Linked DNA regions of Mus musculus: region 2 is linked to region 1. The links are chromatin contacts, called in public HiChIP or PLAC-seq maps. All regions are on one chromosome and are shown on one strand. The core of a region is the stretch at or near the end of the contact, and the rest is flanking DNA. Distances in the headings are between cores, read along the strand shown. Region 1 has its middle 8.9 kb from the start of Gm29595. Region 2 overlaps Armh3 (armadillo-like helical domain containing 3).

Evidence for each region. HiChIP or PLAC-seq counts read pairs in DNA pulled down with a chosen protein or histone mark.
Region 2: a contact with region 1 is called in an H3K4me3 HiChIP or PLAC-seq map of bone marrow-derived macrophages, with 5 times the contacts expected there. The contact joins two enhancer-like sites. A contact is called at or near these places in 3 of 115 datasets of contacts at active chromatin or transcription factors (bone marrow-derived macrophages, embryonic stem cells and large pre-B cells) and 1 of 9 other capture datasets (embryonic stem cells).

What each region holds. Positions count from the first base shown.
Region 1 is chr19:45,309,832-45,314,605 of GRCm38.p6, forward strand. No RefSeq gene overlaps it. Among named protein-coding and RNA genes, the nearest start is that of Gm29595, 8.9 kb to the left of the region's middle. Within about 2 kb of position 1,265, at least 115 of the 459 cell types and tissues checked have an H3K27ac peak or open chromatin away from gene starts, as enhancers often do. A contact at or near this core is called in bone marrow-derived macrophages, where this site is marked.
Region 2 is chr19:45,982,972-45,987,407 of GRCm38.p6, forward strand. All of the region lies in intron 1 of Armh3 (armadillo-like helical domain containing 3), which reads right to left. Among named protein-coding and RNA genes, the nearest start is that of 4930505N22Rik, 13 kb to the right of the region's middle. Within about 2 kb of position 1,605, at least 17 of the 459 cell types and tissues checked have an H3K27ac peak or open chromatin away from gene starts, as enhancers often do. A contact at or near this core is called in bone marrow-derived macrophages, where this site is marked.

The DNA of each region.
Region 1 (4,774 bases), core at 15-2,514:
GCCTGCATAGAGCCAGTCTGGCTGGTTTAGTTTCTCTGTGTTCCCTGGGTCATCACTACGATGACTACTTTTAGGTAGAACATACCCAATCTTCCCTGGTGTCTCTTCTTCTCCACTCCTATCCAAACACTTGGCAGACTCACTTTCTTGGGTACAGGGACTGGGTCTGGCCCTGGAGATGACGAGGAAGACAGTCCTGTGTCAGCCAGCATTGGGCAGTGATGATTTGGAGGATCTAAATGCCTCAGCCTAGAAATCACACCCTCCCCCGGGCATGGGACTCTGGTCCCTCAGTCTGATAGGAAATTGGCCTTGGGAAGATCAAAGACAGGTGGAGGAGGAAGGTTAGGAGAGAAGAGGACAAGGGCATTTCAGCTGTTGACATAGTTTAGGAGCTAAAAGGCTTGGAAGTTAGACCTTGGGGCAGAGATCATCTCCGGTTCAAGGCTGGAGTGGGGTTGGGACAGGTGGCCTTGCTTGGAGGCCAAGAGGGACATAAGAATGATCAAGTTTTAGAGAGCCAAGGAGGAACTTTGAACTCTGAACTGGGCAGAGTGGCCAGGACTGGGGGTCTGACCTTGGCTTAGTAGAGTTGAAACCTCAGCAGACCAGAATCCTGTGCCAGCCAGTGACCAGCATGACCACAGCTGGAAAGGCAGCTGGGGAGTTGGGAGTGGACCGACCTTATCTCTCCCCACTGAGTCATCTGTCGTTTGTTCAAGATTCCAAGATGGAAGGTAGGCAGACATTTCCCCAATCATCTAACCTAGCACAATTTCACAGCTAGAGAAAGGGAAATGTGGAGAAGGCCCTTAGTCCCTGCCGCTGCCACCACCTCATCTGCCAGCCAGCCTCGTTCTCAGACCCAGCCTGACCTCATCCCATAGCGCTCCCAGCTGATCTGCCTGCCTGCCTGCCCCAAAAGTTTGTCAGAGATTGGATCTCACTGTGCATTTTGCTCTATGCCCAGTCCTGCCAGGGCTTTATGATAGGCTGGGAACACCCCTCCTTTTTCCTTCCCCAGACTGGGGCTTCTGTGGGGTGGGTTGGGGCTCCGTTGCTTTCCATTACAATGCCTTTTCACTGTGCCTCTCTGCCAGTCTGTCTTTCTCCTTCAACCACTGTCCCCTCTCTTCTTACCCCCTCCTGGAACTGCTGAGATGGATCTCTGAAGCTTCACGTTTCTGGGGTAATTGAGTTGTGCTCCTTGATCATGCTGGGGAGGAGGCAGTGGCTGCCCATTGGTCTGGCCCTCCCCCATCTCGCTTAACCCCGCCCACCATGATCCGGCAGCGAGCGGGGAGTGACAGGGTGCTTCCTCTTCCCCAGCCCAGCTGCTTTCTCCAGCTCCCCGACTCCCCCTTTCCCCCCCTTCCTGCTCCATCTCCTGCACAAATCACATGGTGACAGCGCCATCCAACCTTTGGGGAAGGGTTTGTAAATGTGTCTTCCTTAGCTCTGATCTCCAAATTGTTCCTTTTATTGCATTTGTCACGGTGAAGATTAAAGTCCCTGGGTGGCCTGCACTACAAATCACAGAGTCGGCTCTGGGAGCAGCTGCAGGTTGGGAACGATGGAGGGGTCTGAGCCCTGGTCCAGGGTATACTTGTGTGTACACACTCACACACTCCCCGTGTGCAGTGTGAACGCGTACCTAAAAACAGAAAGCTGGGGGCCCTGAATTGCCATTCTGAGCCATTTGTCCCCTCTGTAGCAAATGGTGACTTCTTCCTCCGGGCTGTCTTCCAGGATCCCTCTACCCATACTAGAGGTTGGGAGGATAACTCAGTAGTAGAGTTCTTGACTGGTGTGTTGTTGGAGGTCCTGGGCTCAGTTCCTAGTGCTGCAAGAAAAGGGAGTCAAGGTGAGCCTCTCCTGTTCTCTAATGGATGTTGCTGTCCACGTTGGTCAGGCGTGAGGGAAAGCTATGCTCACAGCAGAGGTATTTTGCTCTCTTAATGGGTCAAGGACGGCCCAACAGCCAAACTCCCTGTGCCTGAGCCCCATAGGCACAGCTGGCCCGTCCTTGTCCACAGCTCCCACATCCTTTTCTTTCTCATCCGGGACACAACTGGATGCAGGAGAGACACAACCAAGGAGCCCAGAGGACAAAGCTCCCTTGTACATGCACAAAACAAAACAAAACAAAACAAAAACGGTCCCTTTCCTACCCTTATGAGGTGGGCTTCCTGTCTGTCCCTCATGTACATTCATAACATTCAAATTTATGCCGTAATCTCCGCCGCTCCATATGTATGAGCCTTTGATGGGTGTTTGGGTTTATGGGATGCACCCAGCCCTCCGCTCCCTCACCCGCCCACCGCCTCTAACCACTGCAAAGACGCTCGTACATAATTGACATCGGCAGATTCTTTCATTATACAAGATTTAGCATCTGCTCGGGGATCGCTCTCTCCTCACTCACTATAGATGACTTTTCCCTGCGTTTCCTATTATCAATTCAAATTAGCCCCATCTCCCCACCCGACCAGTGCAGCGTTTACACTTGACAGTGAGGAAACCGCAAGGCTGTAATGGGCTTCTCAATTATTTAGGCCCAGTTAGGCCAGGACCCAGAAGGCCTCAACAAGGGTGTGAGCTGGGATGAGGTCATCACAGGAGAGGCTAGGGTAATAACCTCTGGATTTCCCTTCAACCTCCTGATAACCTTCACACCTCTCACCTTGGGGGACTCCCCGATATCTGGGTCTACGAGGCTGAGACAGTCCCTTACTGCCCCCACACTCCCTAGTAATACCATCAGGTGTATTTACTCAGTAGGAGCACCTAGTGACCTACCAACATTAACCAAAGAAGCAGGAGTCTTTCTTGCCAGTTGGACCCGCCCCTTCCTTTTATGAAGTATTTCTTTAAGGCTTGGTGAAGATAAGATGTGGTACCCCAGGACCTCAGAGAGAGGTATTGAAGCCAAACTCTGGAATGCCAGGAAAAGACAAGGAAGACAGGAAAGTCTGAGAACTCAGAGTGTGGCCAGGGCTTTGGGAGACAGGCAGAAAGCAGCTTAGGAGGCCCTTGCTCTGTTCAGACCATGGGGCTGTGCTGAGCTGTAATTAGGTCAGTGATGCCCACTTGCTGTGTCGCTCTGACTACTCCAGGCCCAGCCTCTTGGAATATAACTCTTGGGCCCGGGGGCTGGTCAGGACCCACTGTGCTCTCTGAAGCCCTCTAAAGGCCCAAGTGCTGGGGCAGAGTCTGCTAGTCAGCACCAGGCCCGAACCTCAGAAGACTGCCAGTGTTAGGCAGTATCAAACAGCCAGCTCCCACTCCCCTCAGCCCTGGGCTCCTCGGGCAGCCCTCCCCTCTCTCTCCTCTCCAGCCCAGATCAGTTTCTGAGGGCAGTGGTGGGGGAGGTGGCAGGCGGAGGTCTGGGAGGCTGTGGGATTACAAGTGGCTTTCCCATGCTCAGCCTCTGCAGAATCAAAGAATTCCTCCATCTGAGTGGATTTACACTAAGTCACAGGCGTGTGGGACCTTCTTTCCCTCAGCAACAGCTGGAAACAGCCCTAAATATGATTAATTAATGCTGTGAAAAGCCCCGGACACAATTAAGATGTGTGTGTGTGTGTGTGTGTGTGTGTGTGTGTGTGTGTGTGTGTTGGATGGGGCGGGAGGGATAGGGGAGAGAGCAGGGCAACAGGAGGCATGTAGATTTCCAATTTAGCTACCTATGGGAGCCCTCCAAGGAAGCAGAATGACATTTCCCCAGAGACACTTCTTTGACATCCATCCCAGGCAGGGGTCATTTTATCCTGCCTCCAGTTTTTGACAGATTAGTCCTTTCCTTTGTCCCAAGGGCACTGGGCTATTTTCTCTCTGATGTGGGAGGAGTGGTAGGTCAGGCAGATGTGACATCTCTCCTTTACAAGTGGAATATTCTCCAAACCTCAGTTTCTCTTGCTGATTCTAACAAGCAGGGACATACGTTGTTACACACTGCTGCTCAGACAGAAACCCAAAAGGGAAACAAATGGGAATCCAAAGGAAGCCGAATGAGTGACCGATGAGCCAGACCTCCTGCCCTTTCCCTCCTCTGCACCTGTAAGAAAGACTAAACGTTTATCCTGTGGTTTTTCCGTGCCCCCAGATCCATCTCTATGTGACTAGGTCTTCATTCTCTAAGGGATGGACACGTCTTAGCCTTATCAAGATGTTGGTGATAATTAGTATTATCTATAATGATAAGGAAGTGGGGGGTGGGGTGAGGTGGGGGTGGCAGACCATTCCAATGAATCACCAAAAATTCAGTTCCAAATCTCAATAATGTCTTAGGGTTTTCTGTTGCTGTTAAGAGACACCATAACCGTGTCAACTCTTATAAAGGAAAACATTTAATTGGGGCTGGCTTATAGTTCAGAGGTTTAGTCCATTATCATCATGGTGGGAAGCATGGCAGCATACAGGCAGATATAGTGCAGGAGGAGCCGAGAGTTCCACATCTGGGTCAACAGGTAGCAGAAAGAGAGAGTAATATTGGGCCTGGCTTGAGCATTTGAAACCTCAGAGCCCACCCCCAGTTACACACTTCTCTAACAAGGCCACACTTCCTAATAATGCCACTCGTTATGGGCCTATGGAGACATTTTCGTTCAAAGCATCACCAGTAATAATATTAATAATAATAAATATATTTGTGTTTCTACTTGGAGGATTTTATATGTGCATACAATGTTTTTTTTTAATTGAATTTTTAAAATCTTACTGTATGAGTCGGGCATGGTGGCGCACGCCTTTAATCCCAGCACTTGGGAGGCAG
Region 2 (4,436 bases), core at 355-2,854, 670 kb after region 1:
AATACATGAAACATGGGGGTTAAAGAGATGGCCAGTGGACTTCTAGAGGACCCTGGAACAATTTCCAGCAACCACATGGCAGCTCACAACTGTCTGAAACTCCAATTCCAGGGGATCTGGCACCCTTACACAGGAATATATACATTCAAGCAAACACCAATGCATATAAAATAAAAGTAAATAAATCAGCCAGGGTTGGGAAGAATGATGTCACAAGCCTTTAATTCCAGGACTGGAGAGGCAGAGACAGTCAGATCTCTGGCTTTGAGGTCAGCCTGGGCTCACTACAGAGTAAGTCCAGGACAACTTGGGCTATACAGAGAAACCCTGTCTCAAAGCAAACAAACAAACAAACAAACAAACAAAACAAAACAAAAAAATCACACAAAAACAAACAAGTAAAAAGTGATTCATGAAACAGCAGTTAACCTTCACAGAAATGCTACATAGAAGAGTACAGCCTGCTGATTCCATTTCTGTAAGATCAAAAGACAAAACTCATCTACAGTGACAGAGCTGGGACAGCAGCAGGGAGACAGTAGCAAAGAAGCACAAGAAAACCTTCTGAGATCCCAGGAATGCGTCACTCTGGTGTCAGTAAGGGTTAAGCAAAATTTTGGGGGGTTAGAGGGGTTGAGACAGGGTTTCTCTGTGTAGCCCTGGCTGTCCTGGAACTCACTCTGTAGACCAGGCTGGCCTCGAACACAGAGATCCACCTGCCTCTGCCTACCAAGTGCTGGGACTAAAGGCATGTGCCACCATGCCTGGCTGCAACAAGTACTCTTAACCACTGAGCCATCTCTCCAATCCCTTGTAAACATTACTTAAAAGATGACATCACACTAACTTATTTTTTAAGTCAGGATCTCTTACAGCCCAGGCTGACTCAAACTGTGGGTAACTATGAACGGCTAATCCTCCTGCTTCCACCATGCAGGTGCTGAGATGACAAGCATGCACCACTATGCCCAATTTTATGCACGTTTTAGGTTGCCTTCTGTTGCTGTGAAAAAGACTATGACCAAAAGCATCTTGGGAAGGAAAGAGTTTATGTCAGCCTACAGCTTATAGTTCATCATTAAGTCAGGGCACAAACTCAAGGCAGGAACCTAGAGGCAGGAGTTGAAGCAGGGATCATGAAAGAACAATACTCATTAACAGGCTCCCATGGCTTGCTTAGCCTACTTTGTTATAGCGCCTGGGACATCTGCCCAGGATAGTGGAGACCACAGTGGATTGGGCCTTTCCACACCAATCATCCATCAATCAAGAAAGTGTCCCCTAGACTTGCCTACAGGCCAATCTGAAGGAAGCATTCTATCAGTTGAAGTCCCCTCTTCTCAGATGAGCCTAGCTTGTGTCAAGTTGGAAACAAAAACAAACTAACTAACTAACTCACTGCTGCAATGTTAATTGAGCAAATTTAGTCCTCTGGGCATAATTATCCACCAAACTTGATTATAAATGGAAAGACATTGTCTTAGGGTTACTATCACTGTAATGAAACTCCATGGCCAAAAGCAACTTGGAGAGGAAAGGGTTTATTTGGCTTACACTGCACAGTCCATCATTGAGGAAGTCAGGACAGGAACTCAAGCAGAACAGAAACCTGCATCAGGAGCTATGCAGAGGCCACAGTGGGAACCTGCTTACTGGCTTGTTTCACATGGCTTGCTCAGCCTGCTTTCTTATAAAACCCAGGACCACCAGCCCAAGGATGGCACCACCCACAATGGCTGGGTCCTCTCCAAAGAATCACTAATTAAAAAAATAGCCTACAGGTGGGCATGGTGGCACACACCATTAATTCCAGCTCTGGAAAGGCAGTCAGGTGGATCTCTGTGAGTTCTAGGCCAGCCTGGTCTGGGTTCCAGGACAACCAGGCTACACAGAGAAACCCTGTCTTGGGGGAGAGGGGAGTGAGGGTGGGGGAAGAGAAACGAAGGAAGGAAGGAAGGAAGGAAGGAAGGAAGGAAGGAAGGAAGGAAGGAGGGAAGGAGGGAAGGAGGGAAGGAGGGAAGGAAGGAAGGAAGGAAGGAAGGGAGGAAGGAAGGGAAGGGGGAAGGGAAGGGGGAAGGGAAGGGGGAAGGGAAGGGGGAAGGGAGGGGGGAAGGGAAGGGGGAAGGGAAGGGGGAAGGGAAGGGGGAAGGGAAGGGGGAAGGGAAGGGGGAAGGGAAGGGGGAAGGGAAGGGGGAAGGGAAGGGGGAAGAAGGGAAGGGGGAAGAAGGGAAGGGGGAAGAAGGGAAGGGGGAAGGGAAGGGGGAAGGGGGAAGGGAAGGGGGAAGGGAAGGGAAGGGGGAAGGGAAGGGAAGGGGGAAGGGGGAAGGGGGAAGGGGGAAGGGGGAAGGGGGAAGGGGGAAGGGGGAAGGGAAGGGGGAAGGGAAGGGGGGAAGGGAAGGGAAGGGAAGGGAAGGGAAGGGAAGGGAAGGGAAGGGAAGGGAAGGGAAGGGAAGGGAAGGGAAGGGAAGGGAAGGAGGGAGGGAGGGAGAGAGAGAGAGAGAGAGAGAGAGAGAGAGAGAGAGAAAGGGCCCTACAACTAGATCTTATGGAGGCATTTTCTCAATTAAGGTTTCCGCCTTTCAAATAACTCTAGTTTGTGTCAAGTTCACATCAAACACTATAAACCAAGAAGAGAAAGATGAAATGGGGAATAATTCAAGTACAGGTCTGAGAGTACATTCAGTACTACAGAGCGATGATTCCCTGATTTAGATTCCCCTAAAGTACCTCCTAACTATATAGACTCCTAACCCTTCCCACTACTGAATCAGACTGCTAAGATAAAGACTAGGAGTCTACATTTTCCTCTATTGAGGTACAGTCTGTCTATCTGGCTATCCACAGCTGAAGAGGGAGTCCTACATTTTTTTTTTTTAAAGATTTATTTATTGATTATATGTAAGTACACTGTAGCTGTCTTCAGACACTCCAGAAGAGGGAGTCAGATCTCATTACGGATGGTTGTGAGCCACCATGTGGTTGCTGGGATTTGAACTCTGGACCTTCGGAAGAGCAGTCGGGTGCTCTTACCCACTGAGCCATCTCACCAGCCCGAGTCCTACATTTTTAACAATCACTCCAGATCACTGGATCCTAACTGCCCCAGAAGACACTTGTCAATGTCTAGAGACATTTCTGGTTGTCCTAACCCAGAGAAATATCAATAGAATCTACTGGAGAGAGTCCAAAGACCAGGGGTATTGCTAAGCATTCTACAATGCACAGGAAACCCTCTCCAACAATGAAGTACCCACCCCATTATGCCAAGAGTGAATGATGAGATTAACAAACCCTATTCCAGAAATTCTATAAAGCTTAAGAAGGGCTCATCTAAACTGGGCTCCTGGCACACGCTTGTAATTCCAACATTAATTGGTGGCAAGAAAATCAAGTGTTGCCGGGCTATGGTGGCGCACGCCTTTAATCCCAGCAGAGGCAGAGGCAGGCAGATTTCTGAGTTCGAGGCCAGCCTGGTCTACAAAGTGAGTTCCAGGACAGCCAGGGCTATACAGAGAAACCCTGTCTCAAAAAAACCAAAAAAAAAAAAAAACAACAAGTGTTCCAAGTCATCCTCAGCTACATAATGAGTTCGAGCACCTATACTCCCAATACTGGGAGCTGAACCACCTCACATTCAGTGAGAGACCTGCATCAAAAAATGACACATGGGCATAGGTATGCACAACATCAGGGATTACATGGCGTGTCTGTAACTGCAACATTCAAAAGGCTGAAGTAGGAGGGTCACTGCCAGATCAAGATCAGCCTGAGCTACATGTCAAGAGCCTGTCTCAAAATACAAACAAGATGGGGCTGGAGAGATGGCTCAGCAGTTAAGAGCACTGACTGCTCTTCCAGAGGTCCTGAGTTCAAATCCCAGCAACCATACGGTAGTTTACAACCATCTGTAATGGGATCCAATGACCTACCTCTTCTGTTGTGTCTGAAAAGACCAACAGTGTACTCACATTAAATAAGTCTTAAAAAAAAAAAAAGTCAACTTTTCATGGTCGTTTTTATCATTCCAAGTCAGTGGTTCTCAGAGGAGACAATTTTGCTGTGACCCATTCACTCAACACCCAAGAGAGACGACTCATTTCAAAGAGAGCCTGAGTTCTATTCCTAACACTGAAGAAAGAAGATCTTTAGTTATGTTTAGTTAGTCTATTGCAAGACCCACCACACACATCACTAAGAAGATGCAGGCTTTGCAACCTCTGCCACTCTTCCTTTTCAAGCTACCTCCCATCTCTCCAGCCCGTGGACTTAGCTTACTTTCACAGGCTTCCTCGGCACAGGTCCTCTTATTAGCATGGAAAACAGATTCCCCTACTTCCAGCCCAAAGACTGGTAAACAAGTATGGAACGTCATCCGCACTCCGTCTCTGTGGCTATTCACACCATGCTGTAACCAACTGAGCTAACCATCCAGTTAT